Linked DNA regions of Mus musculus: regions 1, 2, 4 and 5 are each linked to region 3. The links are chromatin contacts, called in public ChIA-PET, HiChIP or PLAC-seq and promoter capture Hi-C maps. All regions are on one chromosome and are shown on one strand. The core of a region is the stretch at or near the end of the contact, and the rest is flanking DNA. Distances in the headings are between cores, read along the strand shown.

Region 1 (2,767 bases), core at 234-2,733, 350 kb after region 3:
TGTCTTCCAGGTGTCTACCCCAATGTTACACCTACCTCCTTCAGTCTCTTCACAGCATATGTAGTATTTCTCATGACTGCTCGGTACACACATCCAAAACCACCCTCTCCAATCCTGAGTTCTTCAGAGAAGTTGCAGGTGCCTTGGGAAATCTCACAGAAGGGCCAGCAAAACGGGGAGGGATGGGCTCTTTGGAGGCCAGACACTGGGCTCTCTGGGCTTGACTGCTGGAAGAGACCATGGACCAGGCGAGGACCCTATCTATTCCCTTTGGTCCAGGTTGAAAGCTCCCTTCAACACTAGTTGTCTCTCAGATGACCTGGCTGTGCTGATTTGGGCTCTGTGGTACACCAAAGGTTAAGTTTCTTCCTCTTTGTCTGGAAAATTCCCTGGGGGTTAAGAGACACCTACCTTGGTGGAGGAAGGGGCTGAAGATGGTAGTGGTGGCCCGAGGGAAACAGGGAGTGGAACCTGGAGGAGCTCTGACTCAGAATGGGTCTGGGAGCCTGGAAAAGCTTCATAAAGATGGCAGTGAGAGGCAGAGACCAGCAGCAGTCTACAGCCATGTCAGCAGTCATGGTGGCCTTTTCCTCAGGCATATCAAGCCCAACACCCGGGTTCTTTTTACCTGGGGAGAGGAAGGTGGAGGCAGAGGACTGCAATTTCCGGGGGCTCCAGTCCCCGGCCTCAGAGCCTGCAGAGATGCTGCTGGGCCTTGGGGCAGCGGTGCTTGGGGGCACAACGGGGGCAGGAGGGTGCCCTGGGATAACAAGGAAGGAAAGGAGGGTTGTGACTCAGAGCTCTCTATCTCTAAGTGAAGGGGTGGGGGGGGGGGAGTTCCCATATGGTTCCCTGTCTCAGGAAACTCTGTACCCGTCACCCCTCTTGGGTTCCCATCCCTAGGGTCCCTGGGGCTATGCTCGCTCACAGGCTGTGATGATGTCCCTCGCACGCAGCAGCTGCAGGTGCGTGAGGATGTGAACGAGGTCAGCTACGCGCGCGTTGCGGTTGATCCAGGGCCACAGAACACTGGCTGTGCGCTGCTCGGAGCGCTCGCACAGCCGCAGCTCTGTCTGGTCGCGCACGATCAAGGCCGCTGCGGGATGGGGAACATCAGGCTTCAGCTCCAGAAGCCTGAGTCCACCACCCCACGCCGGCCTGCCGTCACCCACCGAACTGGCACCAGTCGGCGGGCTCCAGGGCGTCCATCACTTTGTAGAAGCGGCACATAACCCAGGGTGGCACCTCGTACAAGAAGTGCTGGGCGCCTGGAACCACAGGCTCCCCGGGGCCCGGCCCCCCGGCCATGGCCGCCGCCGCCGCCCCCGGGCCGAGGCCTCTCGGGGCCTCGGCGGGCGCGGGCCTTAGCGGGCCGGGTCCGCGGACACTGACTCACTTCCCCTTCAGGCCGGCCTCGTGCGACACCCGGCCGGGCGGAAGAGGCGGCGCTCGACCCGCCGCCATCTTGCCCTCCGCGGCCTTCCGCCACACGGGGGCGTCCCGCGCCGCCCTTGACGCGGGGAAGGAGCTCTGCTACGTAGGAGGGAGTCCCTAATGGGAGAACCGAGGTCTGTGGTCCTACACAAACATCTGAATAGGGCTGAACAGGATGAAGAATGACTTCCAGTTCTAGAGACAAAGGGCACGATGTTTTTACACGATGTTCTACAAAGGCAGTTTATGCCAAGCCTGGTGAAAGTCACGGAGAGGCTACCCTCGCTTTAGTTGGGGAGCAGTTTGAGAGCCAGCCAAATTGTTGGTCAGTCAGGGTTAAATATGGGTAACAAAATGGCCCTCTGGCAGACTGTAGTCATTTGGTGATAAGGATGGATGCCCTGAGAATGGTCTGGAAGAGTGTATACCATGCTACTGCTTGTGTGCTAGATCTCCATGCCCCCACCACGCCCCCAGGAACCTTCCAGCAGCTGGGCCAGCAAGTGTTAGATCACAGAATCTGCCTGTGCAGGATTCTAATTAGCTTTCCAACTAACACATTTATGTCTCTTAACATACACATGGTGTTCGGCTCTAAATGTCCCTTTCCTTTTTCTGTCACACTTTTATCTTAGTTTGCACTTCTCTCCATAAGGATAGTAGGGTCTAGCAGCTTCTCCTACCCCTTTCTAGAGTAGTTGTTGGTGATACCACCTGTTGTGACCTTTAGCCACATGAATGAGTGTCTCTTGCCTATTCCTCTACTGTTCTCCATTCAGGGTTTTCTTTGGCCTTTTTGGTCACTATGACACACATCTCAGCGCACACTACTTTCTCATTATGCTCTCTGAAGTCCTCTTCATATGAGTGCACTACTCTTAGCATTAGCCATTGCCACTCACCTGCACAGACTGTATGGCTTGGATAGTGCTCCCTGCTCAGGTGGTCTTCCTCAAGTACAAATCACTAAAGCCCAGCTCTTTAAAAGAGCTGTTAGGAAGATGGCATAGCCAGCCTCTGTCCACCCACCTGAACTTATATACACCAACAGCCTTAAGCCAGATAGAACTCTTTAGATGTTGGGCTTGGTGGTACACCCCTTTAATTCCTGCACCCAGAAAACAAAGGCAAGTGAATCTCTGTGAATTTGAGGTTAGCATGGTTTAAGTTCCAGGTCAGCCAGGGATACAAAGTGCAACCCTACCTCAGATCAAGACCAAACCTGAAAAAAACAAACAAACAAAAAACAAAACAAACAAAAAACCCAAACCCTGTTTAGTAGGTGTCCTGAAAAGAACTTATTCTGTTCTGAAATTGAGTTTGCATATACACC
Region 2 (2,700 bases), core at 180-2,679, 440 kb before region 3:
TTCCCTTTGTTCTCTTAACTAATTAAGCTATCTTAAGTCTTTTTGGCTAAAGGTTGTAAGTGCCTGGTTTGATAATACTTTGCTGCCTGCCTCTTCTATTTATGTGCTGTATTATGTTGTTTATTGTTTTACATTTGCTTGCAATATACATAAATGCACTCATTTGAAACCTAAAGTACATATGTGATATATCACTGTTCTATGGGATAGGTTGTCATTTAAGAGAGAAATTGGTATACTGGCTTTTTTCAGAGGGAGGGAGGGCAGGAGGGCAGGAGGGATGGAGGGAGAGAGAGACAGAGAGAGATTGATCAAGACATTGATGGTTTTTAAAAATTATTTCTTTATGTGTCTGTGTGTTTTACTGGGAAATGAACTCAGGTCCTCTGCAAGAGCAACAAATGCTCTTAAGCAGTAAGCTTTCTCTCAGGCCTCCATTGATGCTTTTAAATGATAGGTCTGCTATGCACAATTCTATTTTTTGGTTCACGATAAGAGTAGAAAATTAACACATCCTTTATTTGCTGAGTTCATTTGACTTTTGGATCAATGGATTGCTTTTTTAGAATTTGGAGGATAGGATCCAAGTGTATCACACCATGAAAAACTAAGGAGAAGACAAGAGAATTTGCGAAATGAAAATTAGCTTCTGTTGTACATCTTGACAAATTATTTTCAGGCACGTAATTCTCTACTAGGTGCAAGTATATAATCCTTTATATATAAATTTAATAATGTACACTCCCCCCTTTTGTTCAAGTTCTGGTAGGTAATCATTTGGACTAATTGAGATAGTTCAAAATAAAGTAAAAGGAATCCCTTCTTTGTTTTTAAATACTTGGTATAAATTGAAACACATGCATGTACAATAGCTAATTTAAAGTGCCTTTGGTAGTGCATGTCCTGCTAAAAATCCTTCATGAAAACTCTTTCAAAATCAATGTGTATATGATTGCAGGTGATATGTATATCAATGTGTATATGATTGTAAATAAGCTGTAAACTAGCAAAGGCTCCCACCATGGCAGGACCTGTACTAGCTTGCTCAGTCAGGTCTCATGTTTGTTGAGGAAGTGAGGGGTACGATGCTAATCCTGGCAGCAGAGAAATCCTTTGCATATTTGACTGGCACTGGACCCGCCCCCTCCATTTGCGTCACTCAAGCCCCACCCCCGCAGAATTTAATTCCATACGGGGACTGTTTGGGTAGGCACCCAGCCCTTCTTCCTTGATTGGCTTTTATAGTCCTCCATATCCCTCCTTCAACAGCACTTTGCACATCACTGTGGCTACAGCAGAGCGCTGGGGCGCCTGAGGCGGAAGCGGAGGTGATGAATTGTGATCCCATTGTGGGCTAGGCGCAGCGTAGCGTTAGTCATAGCTGTTCCCCCTCAGCCCTCCCTCAACCGGAAGTAAGGCGGCGCGGCTAGCCGGTCAACATGGCTGCGGGCTCTGCGTCCTCCTTGGGCGGCGGTGCCTGGCCAGGCTCAGAGGCTGGGGACTTCTTGGCACGCTATCGGCAGGTGTCCAACAAGCTCAAGAAGCGCTTCTTGAGGAAGCCGAACGTGGCCGAGGCCGGGGAGCAGTTCGCCCAGCTAGCCCGGGAGCTGCGCGCCCAGGAGTGCCTGCCTTATGCTGCCTGGTGCCAGCTGGCTGTGGCGCGCTGCCAGCAGGCGCTCTTCCATGGGCCCGGGGAAGCGCTGGCCCTCACAGAGGCGGCCCGACTTTTCCTGCGGCAGGAGTGCGACGCGCGCCAACGCTTGGGCTGTCCCGCCGCCTACGGGGAGCCTCTGCAGGCGGCCGCCAGCGCCCTCGGCGCCGCTGTGCGCTTGCACCTCGAGCTCGGCCAGCCTGCCGCCGCTGCTGCACTGTGCCTGGAACTAGCTGCTGCCCTTCGCGCAGTGGGCCAGCCGGCCGCTGCTGCCGGTCACTTTCAGCGGGCTGCCCAGCTGCACCTGCCCCTGATGCCACTGGCCGCACTGCAAGCGCTTGGTGATGCTGCCTCCTGCCAGCTGTTGGCGCGCGACTACACAGGCGCCCTGGCGCTATTTACACGCATGCAACGCCTGGCACGGGAGCATGGGGGCCACCCGGTACAGCAACTCGAGCTGCTGCCGCAGCCGCCTTCTGGGCCCCAGCCACCCCTGTCGGGACCCCAGCCGAGACCTGTCTTGGGCTCGACCTTGCCCCTCCCGCAGCCCCCGGACCACGCCCCAGGCTCTGTTGCGCCTTCACCTGGCACACTCGGTGCCTTTGCTGACGTCCTAGTCAGGTGTGAGGTGTCCCGTGTACTGCTGCTGCTGCTCCTGCAACCACCACCTGCCAAGCTGCTGCCCGAGCATGCCCAGACCCTGGAGAAGTACTCCTGGGAGGCTTTCGATGGCCATGGCCAGGATACCAGCGGCCAGCTTCCTGAGGAGCTGTTTCTGTTATTGCAGTCTCTGGTCATGGCTGCCCAAGAAAAGGACACTGAAGGCATCAAGAAGCTGCAGGTGGAGATGTGGCCACTGCTAACCGCTGAGCAGAACCACCTCCTCCACCTCGTTCTGCAGGAAACCATCTCTCCCTCTGGACAGGGTGTCTGATAAGTCACCTTCTTACCAACTTGTTTTATCTTTGGGGACAGGTGATGAAACATGTGATCTAGCTTCTGTTTTTTTTGTCTGTTTTTGTCTTGTTTTTCTTTTCATTTCTATTGCT
Region 3 (2,700 bases), core at 33-2,532:
GCAAATACACACACACACACACACACACACATACACACACACACACACACACACGAGAGAGAGAGAGAGAGAGAGAGAGAGAGAGAGAGAGAGAGAGAGAGATCTTCCTGATAGCCTGGGTGGAGATGCTGCCCCTCCTTCCCTCACCTATCAGGCTCAATCTGGCTCTGGCTGGAACTGCTTTTCTTTCTAAAGCTGCCGGATGGCTGCGGGCTTAGCTTGATGGGATGAGCCATCTGGGGACTTTGGTGTCTGATCAGATCAAGGAATTTGGGATTGAAATGGGCACGCCTCACCTTTCTAGTCCACCCCAGGCTAGTGTTGGCCTTGGAAAATTCCCAAGAAGCTGCTCTGCTGATGAAGAGGCCTAGAAGTCCCTGAGCAGGCAGGTTACTGAGCTTAGAGGGAGGGTCTGTACATCTACCAGGCACCAGGGGGCAGCCTCACCCTATTCTTACCCCAGTATCTATAGATCACAAGCCCTACCCACCCCCACATCAGGCAAAAGGTGGACAAAAGGTGAGTTATCATGGAGTCCCCTTCTGTACCTTGGTGACAAATTGTAACTCTGATCTTCGACCAAGCAAGCTACCCTTTGCCCACTCTGGAGACAAACAGAAATTGATCACACACAAAGCTGATACCATGATCCTCAGCCTCCAGGCTGTATCTTTGAGGAGGCCTAAATGTCTTGAGACAGCTCAGTACTTCTGGCAAAGTTCCACAGAACTCTTGGAGGACGATTCCCCCCCCCCCCCCACACACACACACACACTCCAGGCCAGCGCAGGGACAGTCCTTCAGAAGGCAATCGCACAGGGCACTTACTTTGGTGCAGGGACCAAGAAACTTTGCACCTGGATATCCAACTCTCCCTAGGTCCTAATTGGGAAGTGAAGAGGAAACATTAGGCAGGCAGGACAACCTTGGTGAAGGATGGTCCACCGGGAAACGAGATTCCAGGCTAGAAAGAGTGGAGAGAAGGGAGAAGGACTAAGGATGTCTGGAGGTCAACTAGAGACTCCGTTTTCCTGGTGGTTCAGAAAAACCTGAGGGGACTTTGACCCGACCTGAGCCAGGTGATCCTGGAACGAATGGAGGTTCGGCCCACGAAAAGAAAGTGCTGGCCAGCGCCCCAGGTAGCAGCCATCCTGCTCCCAACTGGAGCAGCGTCTCCTCTAGAGGAGGAGGTAGGCGGAGTGACAGGGAGGGCGGGATGGAGGGGGAGGGGGGGAGCGGTCGGGTCGTGGGGGTGGGGCGACAGTGACATCACCGGGAGTTGGTTCTTAAGCAGCAGCGGGTCGCGTCGGGAAAGAGAGGGACAGTTGGAGTGCCAAGGCGAGTCTTTGAGTCCGCCGCGGCCCGGAGAGCGGCTGTAGCCGCCGCCGCCGGGAAGGAGGGGGCTAGTCGTACCCGGGACCACCGGAGCCGCCAGCGCCAGGAGAGCCGCAAGCGAACAGGACAGCCACTTGGGGCTGGGCCGGGGCCGCGGGCCTCAGGCCCCTTGCTCCGGCCGCCGCTTGCAGACAGTGGGCTTCCGATGCCACCCGCGACGCGCTAGGGTGAGCCTCCGGCAGGGCGAGCAGTCCTCGCTGCAGCCGCCACCGCCGCCCGAGCCGCGGGCAGGAGTCTCGGGAGCCGCCGCCGCCCGGCCAGGCTCCACCGCCGCCCGCGCGCTCCCGGGCCCCCGACACACATGAGATTCTTCAGGCTCACTTTCAAGTGCTTCGTGGACTGCTTCTGACTGCGCCGCCCCCGCCGTCCCGCACCCCTCCCGCCCACCCGTCGCCCCGTCCCCCGGCCCGGCCGCCCCCGAGGCCCCCGGGCGGGCCCGCGCTTTCGGGGCCCTCTCTCCAGGTGCCACCGGAGCCCCCTCGCCCGCCCGCCACCCTCGAGGCGCCGCGACCCCCGGCCCGGCCTCACGGCCCCGCTGGGGCCATGGCGAAAAAGAGCGCTGAAAACGGTATCTATAGCGTGTCTGGTGACGAGAAGAAGGGTCCTCTCATCGTGTCCGGGCCCGACGGTGCCCCAGCCAAGGGCGATGGCCCTGCGGGCCTGGGGGCGCCTGGCGGCCGCCTTGCAGTGCCACCGCGAGAGACTTGGACACGCCAGATGGACTTCATCATGTCGTGCGTGGGCTTCGCCGTGGGCCTCGGTAACGTGTGGCGCTTCCCCTACCTGTGCTACAAGAACGGCGGAGGTGAGTGCCTTGCCCCTGAGCATCCTGGCTTTTCATCAGGGACCAATTCCAACCCCAGCCTGCCACAGGCCCACCAGAGCAGTGGGGCAAAGTCCAGAGGGTAGGGAGGCCCGCCCAAAGCGGGTGGAGGCCATGGTGCCCCCTCACCAACCAAGCGTTCTGTGACCCAGCACAGCGGCCTCCACCCCCCTCACCGGTCATGTGCCTGGCAGTGTGGAAGAGAGGCAATCAAGGGTAGCTTCCAGATGAACTGAGGGGCTGCCTCTCAGACTTCCAGTCCAAACTGGGAGTGATTGGCCACTGAGGTGGGAAGGGAAGCCCTGCCCCCCAATGGAGGGGGCTCTAGGAGGTGAGGAGCCCTAGTTGCCCTCATGGGTCAGGCACACAAGTGACACATTGTGTGGACCCCCCCACGTGTACACATAGGAATACGTACACACACACAATGGGCCACTCTGTCCCTCCCCCACACTCTCCTCTACCCTCCCTCTTCTCCCTTT
Region 4 (2,700 bases), core at 193-2,692, 290 kb after region 3:
GGAACAACATGTGGCTCCCATAAGGGAGGGGACAGAGGCCAGGCTTTAGATCAGCTATACCTGCAGATAGGCTCCTCCCAATTTGCAAGGGCTTGGGTTTGGGGAAGGAGGCACTAGTTAACCCCTTCAATCTCTCTCTCTCTCTCTCTCTCTCTCTCTCTCTCTCTCTCTCTCACACACACACACACACACACACACACACACACACACACAAAAGACACACTGAGCCCTCCAGTCTGCTATGGGGGGCGGGGTGGGGGAACTCAATTGTTAAGGCACCAGATTAGGAAAAGAAATAATTTGAAGGAAAAAAAAACTACAAAAATTCACAACTGGTACAATACCCCCATGTGTGTGTAGGGGGGGGCAGTATAGTCATCATGCCATTCGTATTTGCCACGAGGGTCTCATTAGTCTGTTAAAAGCCTGCACCTTAAAGAATGCTTCCCTCTTTTTTTCTGGGTGTAGAGAACGGATCTGTGATCTAAATATTATCTTTTCTCCCGAACGAGCATGGGCGCTGGAGATGAGGACTATCGCAGGAGGGGGGAGGATTCCGCCTGCGCCAAGAGAACACATCCGCTGCCGCGCCAGCCCCAGCCCACTGGGTAACGGTGTACGTCTGAAGTCACTGTCGCCCGCGACATCCCCTCCCCCTCACCAGTCGGAGTAGAGGGTTTCTCTAAGTACCGAAATGCAACCTTTAAACACAGAAGAGTACGGGGGTGTAAGAACGGGGGTTGAAAAATCAGGGAGAAAGCAAAGATGGCAATAAGTGCAAAGAGAGAAGGAAAACACATCAGGGGAGTGAGATAGGAAAAGAGAAGATAGGGAAAAGAAGGGTTAGGAGAGAGATGGAGGGAAGACTTTGAGAAACCCAGGGCGGTAGCACTTACCAGTGTTGTACACGTGTAGTTCGTCCACTATCCCCTCGTTGCCGCCGCCAAACACCACTATAAGCTCCTTGATAGCCACTGCACGGTGGCCGTGGCGGGGTCGGGGCACGGGACCCGACCAGCCCACCACCCGTTTCCAGCGGGGCTGCAGAAGCACCGCTGGCAAGTTTGCGGGAGACACAGCCGAAGCCATAGTTCCGGTTAAGGATGCAGTGGGAAGAGGTCACTGAATGGGAGGATACCCTTAATTCTTCACACACCCCCTTTCGTCTAAGGCAGCTCTCACGAAGAAGCGGCTCCTTACACAGCGGTGGACGACTCCATGGAGGCCGCCATCTTAACTATCCTCCTTCCTTTGGCTCTTCCCCCCCTTCTCACTCAGCTCGTATCCTTAAAAGCTTCTCAGAACTGCAGAGCACCTATTCCCGAGAAGCTGGAGGCCACTGAGCGCCGTCGCTCTAACTATTTGCCTGGGTGTTCCCGCTTAGAACCTCGAGCAGGAGGCTCTGGGAGCCGCCATCTTGAGCCGCCTCTCTCTCCTCCCTTCCTCAGTCGTAGCCCTCCCCCGCCGGAAATGGCGGAGCCCCGGCCCGGTTCCCACACCCCCCGTCCCCAGCACTGGCTGGCTTCCGGGGCGGGTGGAAAAGAGCCACAAATGCCGCGGTTGTCTCAACTTCGCCGACAGTCAGACCACAATTGTGGAAGCCGCCATCTTGAAACCGTCCTGCTTCCCCACCCAGCACTTAGTACAACCACCGATCGCAGAACCCCAACGTTCCTAAGTAATAAAGGCGTGTCAGAGGCTGGCGGAACGGGCTCCAACTCTCAGTTGCTGCTCGAAGCCCCGACCCGTATGGCTCGAGAGGTTTTGCACCTCTCCCTTGAGTCCGCCTCTGCTATTCAGGCTGTGGCGGCCGCCCTGGGAGCCGCCATCTTGAGACTAGCTTCTCTTCCCCCCCCCACCCCACCTATCCTCTTCTTCCTGGACAGTTCTTCCACAGCAAACCAAACGCAAGGCAGCGTCCAATCCTCGCTTCCCTCCTTAAGACTCCTTCCCACAGGAGCCGCTCGAAAGAGCAGGAGTTAAGACCCGAAGTGACAATTGTACGGCAGAAGAAGCGGTAACGGCAGGGCGATCATGCCTCCTCCCTGGGAGCCGCCATCTTGTGTGAAGAAGTAACAACTAAACATGGCGGCTATCGGGCGAGGGGGCGGGGTCAGAAGACGTCACCTTTCCCCCTCCTCCCCGCCTTCGCACGTCTTTGACTCTGGTCTCAAGCCTCTTAAAGGACCCAAAGCTCATAAAGAATTAAAAGCTTCTTTAAAAACCAGTGCGTTGTCTATTTGCGGGCGAGTTGGTGCTCTGTGCAGTAAGCTAGAGACAGTAGAGTTCAGGTCAGGTGCAGTAGTGCCCCGCCCTGCACTCCCCCCCACCAGGGCTCTTCCACGCCTCCACTCTGGGAGTCGCCATCTTGCCACTTCCCCACGCCCGGTCGTCTGCGGGCGTCAATAGCGAGTTTCAGCACAAAACAAAGATGGCCGCGGCATCTAGGGATGCCCGGATGAAAATCTAACTCCGTTCAGTCGCTTGGCCACGCCCCCTGGGAACTGTCTCCCAGGTCGCTGATGGGACACAAACCAGAGAAATGGCCTTTAACTAGCAGTGGCGGCATGACACATGGTAGTTAAGGGTGGCAAAGAATACTGCGATTGCACCCTTTGCTGAGAAGCATCTCTTTTCCCGCTCCGAACACTCTGCGACACTTAGAACCCAGCTACAGCGGGTAGCTGCAGGCGGGGCCAG
Region 5 (2,700 bases), core at 123-2,622, 330 kb after region 3:
GAGCAACTCCCATTTGTGTTGTCTGGAAATCGGCAGTTTCGTTTAGAGGTCAGCAGTGGCAGCTCCGTCTACTCACAAACACTTCATGGGTACACCAGCAGTCCAGGTCCATAGAGTCAGGACAGCAGACAGGAATCAGCAGCAGTGGCACTACCAACAGAGACAGCCAGGCCTCTGCCTAGGCACAAGTCAGTAGGAAGGAGGGACTAAGAAGGACACCAAGAGAAGTTCTAGGTTGTGACTCTCTCATTCTGCCAATCATCCTGAGTCCTTGGAAGCTGCAAGAAACTGTAGCAACATCACCAGAAGGTTTTTGGTGCATTTCTCTCTATGGAGTCCCAACAAATGCAGCTCAACTACATAATGAAAGGTGGACCAATACATGTGTGTCATTAGCAAAGAATCCTTCATCACGTGCTTGCGTTAGCAGAACATACTTCCTCCTGTCTGCTTCAGCTAAAAGTTCCTTCATGAGTCTGCCTTAGCCTTTCACCTGTGTCCACTTTAAGGAAACATTCCTTCATGTGTTTGCCCCAGCAAAACACCACCTAACATAACTGACTTTCCAAGGAACCATTAAGTTTCCACCTCACCTGGGAATGTAGCTCAATTCAGAAAGTGCTGCACAAGGCCCTGGGTTCGAACCTCAGTCTGCACAAACCAGGTGTGGTAGCACAAAGCACTCTCAAGGATGCAGGAGAATCAGAACTTCAAAGCCACCCTCAGCTTCATAGGAAGCTAGAGGCCAGCCTGAGTAACAAGAAAACGTTATCTCAAGACAACAATCAAAAAGGCAAATTCCACAAGGAAACCTGCTGATTTTTTTTATTTTCGAGGCAGGATTTCTCTGTATAGCCCGAGCTGTCCTGGAATTCCCTCTGTAAACCACCAGTTTGGCCTCAAACTCACAGGGATCCATCTGCCTCTGCCCCCAGAGAGTTGGGATTAAAGGAATGTTACTATGCCCACTTACACCTAATTGTAAGCTGATTAAAAGAGAAGGAGTGGAAGAAGGAAAGGGAGGGAAGAAGAGAGAAGTAGGGAGGGAGAAAGGGGAAGGGGGAGGGGGCAGGGAGAGGGAATGCCCAACCCCCTGACAACATGTAAATAAGTAACAACAATGGGTTTTTTCACTTTCTAGATTTGCAAAGGTGATCCTTTTGCTAATGTCTAATGCTTTAGAGGCCACTATGGCTACATCTATTAAGAGTCAGCATTCTCTTTTCTAAACATATACTTGTTCTAGACAATAAAAGAAAGCAGGCAACATGGTAGCAACATGGGAGCTGCTTCTGACCCAAGCTGGCTTCACTGCTGCTGTCTTGCTGTCTTGCTCAATGGTTGCCTTAGAAACAAGCTGGGGAGAGGGGGAGTCATTTATCTCCAGCAGCCATTAAAGCAGTGACTCAGCAGAAAACCGAACCCAAGAGAGAGACTTCCAGTCGCTGCTTTTGCCTGACTTTAATTCTCTCTGAGAAAAACAACAGTGAGGGCATATTTCCAGTGTGACAGCTGCAGTCTTGACGATATGATTTTTTAAAATGAATAAAGGCGGTAGAAAGATGCAATCCTTCTCTTCTGGTTTCTAAGTGAGCAGAGTAGCTTCCCCTAACCCTGCCCCCATAGATTAACAGTCCCTTTCACGTCCAGATTGTCTTTATCTCTACTTAATATGCAATCTCTACTGACTACAGCTTCATTCTAGACCCTCCTGCTGACAGTGTAAAACAAGCTTTCTTTTACAAAGGTTTGCTCAAGACAGTTTTAGCAACTGGCGTTCTATAGACCACAGCATGGCTCTCGTAGATTTTTAGAAAAGAGAAGGAATAATAATAAATAATAATAATAATAATAAATGGGCCGGGTGTGGTGGCGCACGCCTTTAATCCCAGCACTCGGGAGGCAGAGGCAGGTGGATTTCTGAGTTCGAGGCCAGCCTGGCCTACAAAGTGAGTTCCAGGACAGCCAGGGCTAAACAGAGAAACCCTGTCTTGAAAAACCTAAAAAAAAAAAAAAGAAAAAAAAAGAAAAACTACTAAAGGAAACATTACTAAAACATTACTGGTCCTGTTGCTGAGTTATCAGTCATATTTAAACTCAGAAAGCCAGGTGAGGTGATGCCTACATTTAGGAAGCAGAGGCAGGCAGGAGGATCAATATTTGAGGCCAGCTTTGGCCAACCTTGTCTCAAACAAACAACCAAACCTAAACCCTAGGAATAAACAATTCAACTGAAAAACTAAGGGCCAAACATTGGGTTTGATCCGATGTTGTTCTGCTTTGACTGGGGCCAGACCTGACTAGAAGGAGGGTAAACCAAAGGGAGTTTAACATCTGAGATGGGAAGGTCAAAGATTAGTTTTGGCAAGTGATCCTTTGTAGTGAGAATTCTGGAATTTTGGTTTCTTTAAAAAACCACAGAAATAGAATGTGTGTTTGTTTTAATCCCAGGTGTGGAATATGGGGCTACTTTGGACTGTCTGCAGTGGCTATGATATGCCTCATGCTCTAGCAGGGGCATGGTTTTGCCAGCTGCAGATAGTTTCTGTGATTGTGTGACATTTGGAATTCTGGGAATTTTTCAGAGGGTATATAAATGCTAGAGGCCCATAGGCAGAGTTGGTGGTTGGTGGTCATTTGGTGGGGGTTGGTGGGGGTTGGTTGAAACAAAAGGAAAGAAAATAGATTCAGAGATCTCTC

The links. Promoter capture Hi-C pulls out the DNA fragments that hold promoters and counts their contacts. ChIA-PET counts read pairs in DNA pulled down with a chosen protein or histone mark. HiChIP or PLAC-seq counts read pairs in DNA pulled down with a chosen protein or histone mark.
Region 1: an RNA polymerase II ChIA-PET map of memory CD8 T cells shows a contact between it and region 3, with 19 read pairs. The contact joins the promoter of Irak1 here to the promoter of Slc6a8 in region 3. A contact is called at or near these places in 8 of 39 promoter capture datasets (the 3T3-L1 cell line, the HPC-7 cell line, cranial neural crest and 4 more), 2 of 484 Hi-C or Micro-C datasets (both in embryonic stem cells), 3 of 115 datasets of contacts at active chromatin or transcription factors (effector CD8 T cells, embryonic stem cells and memory CD8 T cells) and 2 of 9 other capture datasets (adipose tissue and liver).
Region 2: an RNA polymerase II ChIA-PET map of memory CD8 T cells shows a contact between it and region 3, with 9 read pairs. The contact joins the promoter of F8a here to the promoter of Slc6a8 in region 3. A contact is called at or near these places in 2 of 39 promoter capture datasets (both in the 3T3-L1 cell line) and 2 of 115 datasets of contacts at active chromatin or transcription factors (astrocytes and memory CD8 T cells).
Region 4: a promoter capture Hi-C map of pre-B cells shows a contact between it and region 3. The contact joins the promoter of Hcfc1 here to the promoter of Slc6a8 in region 3. A contact is called at or near these places in 16 of 39 promoter capture datasets (the 3T3-L1 cell line, the C10 cell line, cranial neural crest and 8 more), 6 of 484 Hi-C or Micro-C datasets (the C2C12 cell line, CD8 T cells, the G1E-ER4 cell line and 3 more), 16 of 115 datasets of contacts at active chromatin or transcription factors (the NIH/3T3 cell line, effector CD8 T cells, embryonic forebrain and 9 more) and 3 of 9 other capture datasets (adipose tissue, embryonic stem cells and liver).
Region 5: a contact with region 3 is called in an H3K27ac HiChIP or PLAC-seq map of extraembryonic endoderm stem cells, with 5 times the contacts expected there. The contact joins the enhancer-like site here to the promoter of Slc6a8 in region 3. A contact is called at or near these places in 8 of 39 promoter capture datasets (the 3T3-L1 cell line, the C10 cell line, the HPC-7 cell line and 5 more), 1 of 484 Hi-C or Micro-C datasets (embryonic stem cells), 2 of 115 datasets of contacts at active chromatin or transcription factors (embryonic stem cells and extraembryonic endoderm stem cells) and 1 of 9 other capture datasets (liver).

What each region holds. Positions count from the first base shown.
Region 1 is chrX:74,022,438-74,025,204 of GRCm38.p6, forward strand. It overlaps Irak1 (interleukin-1 receptor-associated kinase 1), which reads right to left and starts at 1,484. Exons shown (of 15, transcript NM_001177973.1): 1 at 1,173-1,484; 2 at 929-1,096; 3 at 629-760; 4 at 412-515; 5 at 36-227. The coding sequence starts at 1,308. It overlaps Mir5132 (microRNA 5132), which reads right to left and starts at 1,161; the gene lies at 1,091-1,161. Mir718 (microRNA 718) reads right to left here and starts at 1,499; the gene lies at 1,412-1,499.
Region 2 is chrX:73,226,877-73,229,576 of GRCm38.p6, forward strand. F8a (factor 8-associated gene A) reads left to right here and starts at 1,430. Exons shown (of 1, transcript NM_007978.3): 1 at 1,430-2,700. The coding sequence starts at 1,440. The coding sequence ends at 2,585.
Region 3 is chrX:73,671,851-73,674,550 of GRCm38.p6, forward strand. It overlaps Slc6a8 (solute carrier family 6 (neurotransmitter transporter, creatine), member 8), which reads left to right and starts at 1,283. Exons shown (of 13, transcript NM_001142809.1): 1 at 1,283-2,200. The coding sequence starts at 1,939. Gm32261 (predicted gene, 32261) reads right to left here and starts at 2,452. Exons shown (of 3, transcript NR_166888.1): 1 at 2,179-2,452; 2 at 829-964.
Region 4 is chrX:73,964,915-73,967,614 of GRCm38.p6, forward strand. It overlaps Hcfc1 (host cell factor C1), which reads right to left and starts at 1,443. Exons shown (of 26, transcript NM_008224.4): 1 at 897-1,443. The coding sequence starts at 1,089.
Region 5 is chrX:73,998,054-74,000,753 of GRCm38.p6, forward strand. No RefSeq gene overlaps it. Among named protein-coding and RNA genes, the nearest start is that of Mir5132, 24 kb to the right of the region's middle. Within about 2 kb of position 1,373, at least 184 of the 459 cell types and tissues checked have an H3K27ac peak or open chromatin away from gene starts, as enhancers often do. A contact at or near this core is called in the HPC-7 cell line, embryonic stem cells, extraembryonic endoderm stem cells and 2 more, where this site is marked.